Regions from separate parts of the Oryctolagus cuniculus genome. Here region 2 is linked to region 1. The links are chromatin contacts, called in public Micro-C maps. All regions are on one chromosome and are shown on one strand. The core of a region is the stretch at or near the end of the contact, and the rest is flanking DNA. Distances in the headings are between cores, read along the strand shown.

Evidence for each region. Hi-C and Micro-C count contacts between places; a contact is called where the count stands out from the background.
Region 2: a contact with region 1 is called in a Micro-C map of ear pinna, with 2.6 times the contacts expected there. The contact joins the promoter of SLC49A4 here to the enhancer-like site in region 1. A contact is called at or near these places in 3 of 6 Hi-C or Micro-C datasets (ear pinna, psoas muscle and an unstated tissue).

What each region holds. Positions count from the first base shown.
Region 1 is chr4:78,910,969-78,915,189 of mOryCun1.1, forward strand. It overlaps HSPBAP1 (HSPB1 associated protein 1), which reads right to left. Exons shown (of 8, transcript XM_002716812.5): 3 at 1,718-1,899. Among named protein-coding and RNA genes, the nearest start is that of HSPBAP1, 33 kb to the right of the region's middle. Within about 2 kb of position 1,518, at least 6 of the 8 cell types and tissues checked have an H3K27ac peak or open chromatin away from gene starts, as enhancers often do. A contact at or near this core is called in ear pinna, where this site is marked.
Region 2 is chr4:78,945,462-78,949,708 of mOryCun1.1, forward strand. SLC49A4 (solute carrier family 49 member 4) reads left to right here and starts at 2,014. Exons shown (of 9, transcript XM_002716619.5): 1 at 2,014-2,500. The coding sequence starts at 2,158. HSPBAP1 (HSPB1 associated protein 1) reads right to left here and starts at 965. Exons shown (of 8, transcript XM_002716812.5): 1 at 646-965. The coding sequence starts at 712.

The DNA.
Region 1 (4,221 bases), core at 268-2,767:
TTGCTGGACAGGTCATATGTCTTGCCTAGTGCTGCCATGCCCGGATGGGACAGATCAACGACGGGGTCAGGTGAGAGATCTATGCAAGGCAGAAGGAACCTGGACACAGCAGAGATGGCGGTCTTTAGTCCTATCTGCAGAGCGCCCGCGGGTCTGCACGTGACGCTGCCGGCACGGCAGTACTGGAAGCTCTGTCGGCAGGCCACCTGCATTACGCCGCCCGCGGCTCGGTTGTATCATCTTAGAAAACGCTTACGTAACTTCTTTGTGCCTCGCTTTTCTTAAGAGGGTAATCATTAAGTCACAGTGTTACTCTACAGTCTGTAAATATAAGCATTACAAAAGTGCTAGGAACAAGTACTTATATGAATGTATGTGTTTGTGTGTGTGTATATACCTATATATATATATCTCAAGTGGTGCACATATACATTAATATAGAGATACAGATCAATATATTACTATCAAGCAATGTTTTGCCTGAAATAGGGAGCAAAAATGTACTAACTAATCTCCATCACGGTGGGAGTACGAGAAACATAGCAAATCCTCTAGGAGTGAACTCTGAGCTCTCCAAGCAGCAGGGGTAAAGACTGAGATCACAACTAAGGGTGGCAGGAAAAACCGCCTCCAAAACCCAAGCAAAAAAGGGAGAAAATAATGCATTTGGTATGGAGTTTGGAATTAGAGGCATTTCCTAATGCTTGCAAAGCCAACACATTTCTTTCATGGCTGTGAGAATAAAAAGACACCCTCAACCAACATTTTAATAAATAGTAAAATCTGAGCAAACATTTACCAAAATATGTAATAAAGGGAAGCTACAAAACAGTGGTAGTTATGATTGCTACGTGAACACTGCCATCTACACTTTGACTCAAAGTACAAAAGAAGAAGGCAGGCTGAAGGGAGAACTCCTCTGGGACCCCTGTGGCAGCAGGCAGCATGGCGAAACCACTCCAGGACAGGACAGGGCAAGACAAAGGGCTCTGGGGCCTTGGCCTGACTGGAGGCAAAGTCCCCCAAGCACCCTCCTTCCCCTTTGTGGAACCCACAGCAAGGAGCTTGCAAAAACACCCCACTTTGTCAGTTTGAGGTTACAAACAAAACGAAGCGAAACACTTAAAAGAGGATCTGGCAGTCTGCAAACTGTTGTCAGTTACGTGAACACGAGGCAGAGAACTTCCACATTCTTCCCTCTGCAAGTCGCTGCACGCAGCTATGGGGCTTCTACCTCCGCGAGCCTGGAGCCCAGCATTCTCTGTCCCACAAGCCCATGGCTGCACCACGCCCCCAGAGCTACAGAGATGACAAGGCTGGCCCTGGGAACCTCAGGGACAGCTTCCTCCTGTGAGCACCTCTGCACCTCTACCTGCCTCACCCACAGAACGAGAGCCCCTATGTAGGGCGGGAGGAAATGACGTCACTCCACTAGCTATGCTTCTACTACACTCTAAACCGGCCCAGGCACTGGTCAAGAGCAAAGGAAGGGTGTGTGGGAAGTCTGGGGCCAGGAAATGAGCAAGGGTTGCCAACTGGGTGAGCCACAGACGCTAACTTGGCTTCAGAGGGAAAAACAGCCCAGACTACTTACGTAAGCAACTACTTACATAAGCCAAAGGCAGTGAGGGGAGAAGGGACCGGGGAGACTCTCGCTTGTGAACTTTTCTCAAGAACAAATTCTCACCGAGATTAAGAGGACTATATACGGACTTACCTGGAAAACATCCGTCTTATCTTCAAATAGATTGACAAAATACTTATAGTCAGCATAAGCCCAGAATTTGGAGTGATCGTAGTCTGCAAACGGTCCAGAAAGACTAGACTGTTCACAGTTCCAAGTCAGGAACTCTTCGAGTGTGGCATCTACGTAACTACATGTAGTTTCAAACTGCGGAGCTGCAATGCAAGAGAAGGCAACTTTCAACATGCTGTGAACATGGTTTCTAAGTATTGCTGTTTTTTAAAAGAAGATTAATTTCAATCAAGAGAGTTAACTAATATTTAACAAGAAATAAAATTTTATTTTGTACATGCTATATAATTAGAACTATTTACAATACTTACAGTAGTCAAGATTAAACATAAATGCAAGACAACACAATGTATGGGGCAGGTATCTGGTTAGAACTCTGGTTAGGATACCCATGTCCCAGATTTCATATCACAGTGCCTGGGTTAGGCTTCTGACTTGGGTTCCAGACTCCAGCTTCCTGCTAATGTGAACCCTGGGAGACTGTGGTGATAACTCAAGCAATCGGGTTCCTGCCACCCATGTGGGACACCTGAACTGTTTGTGGCTCCCGGTTTTGGGCACTCCCCACCCCCACCATTGTGGGTATTTGGGGTGTGAATCAGTGGTGGGAGCTTTGTCTCTCTCCCTCTACATTTCTCAAATATATAATGGTTCAACTTATTTATTGCAGCGCAATTTAGTAACCCAGTGGAATACTTTAGATCATCAATTCTCCAAGATCCTTTCAGGGGACCTGTGAGGTCCAAACTATTTTCATAATAATACAAAGGCACTGTGCCTTTTCTGCTCTCATTCTCACCCCAGGACACCATGCAGTTCTCCAGAGGCTACATGACCTGTGCTGATGTCACTGCTCTGACAGATGGCGGAACATGTGCTTAGGTTCTTGTGTTTAAAACACCTCATTTTCATCTTTTAAAATTATTTTATTTACTTAAAAGGCGAAGAGACAGAAACAGATAGAGATCACCTAGCCTCTGGTTCATACTTCAAATGCCAGCAACAGCAGGGACTGGGCCAGGTTGAAGCCAGGAGCTGGGAACTCAATTAGAGTCTCCCACACATGGGTGGCAGAGACCCAATTACTGGAACGATTACTGCTGTCTACTATGATGCACACGATGGGAAAGTGAAATGAAGCTAGGACTTGAACCCAGGTACTCTGATATGAGATGCAGGTGTCCCAACAGCCCAACAGGTATCTTAACAAGTACTCCCACCCCATTTTGCCTTTTTTTTTTTTTTTTTTAAGATTTATTCATTTATTTGAAAAGCAGAGTTAGAGAGAGAGAGAGAGAGAGAGAAATCTTCCACCTGCTGGTTCACTCCAAGTGGCTACAACAGCCAGGGCTATGCCAGGCCAAAGCCAGGAGTTTCATCTGGGTCTCCCATGTTGGTGGCAGGGGCCCAAGCACTTCGGCCTTCTTCTGCCGCTTTCCTAGGCACATTAGCAGGGAGCCAAATCAGAAGCAGAGTAGCCAAGACATGAACTGGCACACATGTGGAATGTAGGTATTGCAGGTGGTGGCTTAACTTGCCACGCCATAATGCCAGTTCCCATTTTGTTTCTAATATGGTAAGTATCACAAGATACAATCCATATCAGCAAAATCTCATTGGAGTACTCAATAATTTTTAAGTGTAAAGGGATCATGAGATCAAAAGTTTGAAAAGCACTGCTTTAGGTTAAAAGCAAACAAAAAAGGAACAACAAAAATTGTTTTTTGAAATCTTCTAAATCTTGAAGTGGACAATGACAATTTAAAGCCTGTTCATTTATTCATTAACTCATTTATTTCAGAATAATTTATTAAGCAAATAATTAATAATTAGTATTGTGCTCAGGCTGGTAGAAACATAAAAGTAATAGATGATACTCCTGAGTTTAGAATCTATTTAGCCAGACATAAAGCCTTTACTAGGATAATAGAGAACGTGAGGCACCATATAATTAAATGTGAAATTCTACGCCACAGACATTTAGGAAAAGGCAAAGGCACTGGAGATGAGGGTGGCTCAGAAAGGCATTGAGAGGTCTGTTGTCTGTCCACAGTGGTCTGTTATTAAGGGTATGACTCCAGTGACTCTAGACTGGAGTCTTGGATTAATATAACAACTGTTCTGAAACAGCAAGCAAACTCTTATTATTATTGCTACTGTTCGTAGCCAACAGAATATTTCAAATGAACACAGGGAAGCTAATATCTAAGAAATCTTTCTGATGACTTCCTTGGTACAGCATGGAATTCTGAGAAAATACAGACCACTTGGCACAGTGTCTGCTACACAGCAGGTATTCAGTAAACCTAAGGCACCATTATTCATTCTTCTCATTCATTCAGATTTATGCGCACCTCTTTAAAGGTTAGCTGAATTGGTGGTTGAAGAAGGGTATTTAAACTCTTCTTTTAACAGCTTTTATCTTTTTTAAAAAAATATTTTTCATTTTATTTGAAGGGCATACA
Region 2 (4,247 bases), core at 764-3,263, 35 kb after region 1:
CGCACCTCCTCCTCCAGGATTTGATAGGGTCCACTGCGGGCCGAGTCTGCAACACCTCTGCCTGCCGTCACCATCTCCTTGCAACCCCAACTTACTCCTTCCCCCCAAGCATCTGCTTTCGCCACTCGGTGGGCACTACGGGGGGGGGGGGTACCCAAGGGACCACAGAGCGATTACTCACTCTTCCGTTCCAGGCTGCTTTGCTCACTGGAGCTCCTGGGGGGAAAGGGCTTTGTTAGGAACGCTAAGCGTCCCTGCATTCCGGGGCAGTACCCAGACCAGTAAGTGCGCCGTGCAGTTTTCCACTAAGCGCCGACAGGGACCACAAGCCCTGGGCCTGCAAACCTCGTGCATTGGCTAACCCGGGGTCCCAAGCGAAATCACAGTCGCTGTTCACAACCACCCCGGGTTATTTCCGTCCAACCTCACACACTTAACTGCAGCCCACTTGAACATTCAAAGCGCCTTTCTGGGCATGCAACAGCACCAGTAGCATGCGGGGATACCAGGCCAGGTTGAGAAAAAAAATTAAAAAACAAGTTCACTAAAAAACAAACCGCTTTCTTCACAGTCTAAGTCAAGGCCGGGAGGACCCGACACCCGGCTAACCCAAACGTTCTGACCACCGCCGCCGCCGCCGCCTACCTTTTTCCTCCCCTCCGGCTCCAGCCGCCAGGGTCTGGGGCACGCTGGCCTCGGAGCCTGCTGCCATGGCGACCGCGAGGCCGGCCCGGCTAGAGCCCAGAAAGCAGCGGAGCAGACGGCGTCCACGCGGCCGGGCGGGCTGCACTAGCGCCGCGGCTCCCCGCTCTCCCGGAAGCGCCCGCGCCGCCGGGGCCACGTGACGGGCGCGGGGCGGGGCCACGCAGTTTGTTTGGATTCCCCAGTTGTTGACACACACAGACACGTGGTCTGGGCCGGGGCGCCTGCGCCCCTTCTCTGCAGATCGCGGTTTCTGCGTTTCCTGGCTTTCACATCAGGTTCTTTCCCTCTGCCCTAGGGGTCGGAGGGCTGGTTTTGTGGGCTCCGGGCTGTGGAGAGGGTCTGTGCGTCCGCTCACTCTGCCGCCTCCCGCCGAGGATAGCTTCACGTTCCTCTGCCTCTCTGGCAGCGATGCGACTCCATCTCGTCTTTGTGGCTCCTTGGGAATACGAGCTTCGGGCAAAGTGTCCCTTAATTGCGTTCCTGTGACTCACTTCCCGACCCAGGCCAGCCAGATTGCCTGGCCTAGGTGTTCCAGGACGCTAACAGACAGCTGTCACGCCTCTGGATCTGTGTATCAAAATAATCAAACAGCTGCCTGATCGAGAGATCAACAACTCCCCGCGTTTCCTTGTTGACTTTCTTCTGGTCCGAAATCGTAACTCGGCATGGATCCAGGTTACTTCGGGGGGCAGAAACCTTCCGACCTTAATCAGCATCTTGGTTGCTGATTTACTAAGGGGCGGACAGAATGGGAAGATTATCCACCACCAGGACGTGTGTTCGGAGGAAACTGGCTAGTTGATGACCTCATTGGATATGTAAGTCAGAAAGACCTCTGATAAAACTAGGCAGTGCTTAGTGTACGTAAAGAACAAAGAAATGATTTCCACGAGACAGTCCCTGGGACTCCTGCTGCTCTGCCCCCGACCTCCATCCGTAGTCTGTCTCCTCCTATAACTTCTGAAGTTGTGAGCTCAATAAAACCAGGCATAAACCCAATATAGAAGCAAGCATGAGCTTCGGTGACCCAAGGTCACCGAGCTGTTTATTAGGCACATACTGTACACTTGGGCACTTCCTCCAGCAACTGGAGCTTGCCGGCCCCACCTCCTCCAACACAGCCTCCGAGGGAGCTTCGGCCTCCTCGGCCCGGCCCGGACGCGCTCCTCCCTCACTTTTCAATTCCTTCTGCAGCCCAGTGTGGGACCCCGGCGCCTCTCCCACGACGGTTCCCCGCCAGCACCCGCGGCGAGGGCGGACCCCAGCCTCCGCCCCTCGGCCCCGCCCACCGCCCCGGCCGGCGCGGCCGCGCAGGCGCACCAAGCGCGGCCGCGGAGCCGAGGGAGACCACAGCAGCTGCCTGGGGCTCAGCCTTCTCCGGCCACTGGTGCGCCGGGCTGGTCGGCGGCGACAGGGACCGCGCCAGGCGGGCCCCGCGGGCTGCGCGTCGCCATGGGCTCGGGCTGGAGCAGCGAGGAGGAGCGGCAGCCGCTGCTGGGGCCCGGGCCCGGGTCCGGGCCAGGGGCTGCCTGGAGAAGCCGGGAGGCGGCGGCGGCGGCGCTGCCCGCGGCTGTCCCTGGTCCCGGGCGCGTGTACGGGCGCCGCTGGCTGGTGCTGCTGCTCTTCTCGCTGCTCGCGTTCGCGCAGGGCCTGGTCTGGAACACCTGGGGCCCCATCCAGAACTCGGCGCGCCAGGCCTACGGCTTCTCCAGCTGGGACATCGCGCTGCTCGTGCTGTGGGGGCCCATCGGCTTCCTGCCCTGCTTCGCGTTCATGTGGCTCCTGGACAAGCGAGGTGAGGGGTCGCGGGTTGCCGGCGGTGCTGCGGCTCCAGCTCCTGGGGCCCCGGCGCCCAGCCCGCCAGCCTCCGGGCCTGCCAGCTGCCTCCCTCCCTCGGCTCATCGTTGGGGTCGTGTGAGGTGACCGAGTGTTGGTGACATCCCACTCCTGACTTAGGAACCCTGTGTCCCCAAGGCGACGAATATGGGAAGGCTGCTTTACAGTCATGTTTTTGTCCAGGCCCTCCCTGCGTGCTCCAGCCAGGGATTCCAGGGATCTCCAAATGTTCTGTCAAGTTGCTGCTGATTGTAGACGCACGTGCCGTGGTGTGCGTGTGTTTGACACCTGACCGAAATGACTAACGCTTTGGCTTCAAAGGGATTTGGGGGTGTCCAGAGTGAAAAGTCAGACAATAGCTGGGTGATGCCCAGGAGCAAGGAAGTAATGAGCTAGCTTTGTGTAATAGTGGATGACTCTGGCCCGGGAAGGGCTGTTGGGACACTCAGCCCCGACGCTTTGGTTTCTGGAAGGTGGTGCCCGGCAGCTTGGTGGGTTTCCCAGGCGAAGGCTGTGGCTCGCAGACAGAGCTTGGGAGTAAGGCTGTGCGGAGGGACGCTCTGGACGCCTCGCGGGGGCTCCGCCACTTGCCAGCAGGATTCCCTGAGGAGGAAAAGGAAGGCCTGGCTCTCCACCGGAGCGAGGACTAATGATGGGCAGGAGTGCTCTGCCCTCTTTAGATTCCGTGGTTGGATCAGGATTGGGAACTGCCTCGTGGGATTTGGGAGCTGATCCTTGTGTAAGTTTGGTTGAAGTGAGTTCTTCGTCTTGTTTGGAAAGTTGTCTTAGTCCTGCTGGAGCTGCTGTCATGCAAGACCATAAACTGAGTGTCTCAGAGACAGCAGAGGTTTGTTTCTGTCCTGGAGCCAGGGGCACCCAGGATGAAAATGCCCGCAGGATCGATGTTGGGTGAGGGCAGGCTTCCTACACAGTGGTCTCTTTCCTATAACCTCACCTAGGCCAGCCATCTCTTTTTTTCTTTTAAAAAAATATCTATATCTATATCTATATCTATATCTATATCTATCTATTTATATATATATATTTTATTTGAAAGGCAGAGTTAGGGAGAGAGAGAGAGAGAGAAATCTTCCATCCACTGGTTCCTTCCCAAACGGCTTGCAATGGCTGAGGCTGGGCCAGGCTGAAGCCAGGAGTCAGGAGCTGCTTCTGGGTCTTCCACATAAGTGCTTGGGCCATCTTCTGCAGCTTTCCCAGGTGAATTAGCAGGGAGCTGGATCCCAAGTGGAGCAGCTGGGACTTGAACCAGTGCCCATATGGGATGTGGGCACTGCAGGAGGCAGCTTAACCCACTATGCCACAATGCTGGCTACAGGAAGCTCTCTTGGATGAGGGCATTTATCCCACTCATGGGGACACTGCCTTATAACCTAATCACCCCCAAAATACCTCTCCCCCAATTCTGTCACCTTGGAGGTTAGGATTTCCACATTTGAACTTGAAGGAGACATAAGCAATAGTGAAAGTCAAGTGTAGGTAGGTACAGAACAGCATTTTCCTCGCTCTCTCACATAACACTCAAATGATTTGTTATTAAGAAAGAAAGATGATGTTGGCAGCTGTGCACCCCACCCCCACCCCTCCTAGTTCCTTCATAGGAATCCTAGGAAAAAGAGTAAGGAGCTGTTGATTTTGAGTTCAGATCAACAATGTAATATAGAGATGACAATTTTAGGCATAGAAAC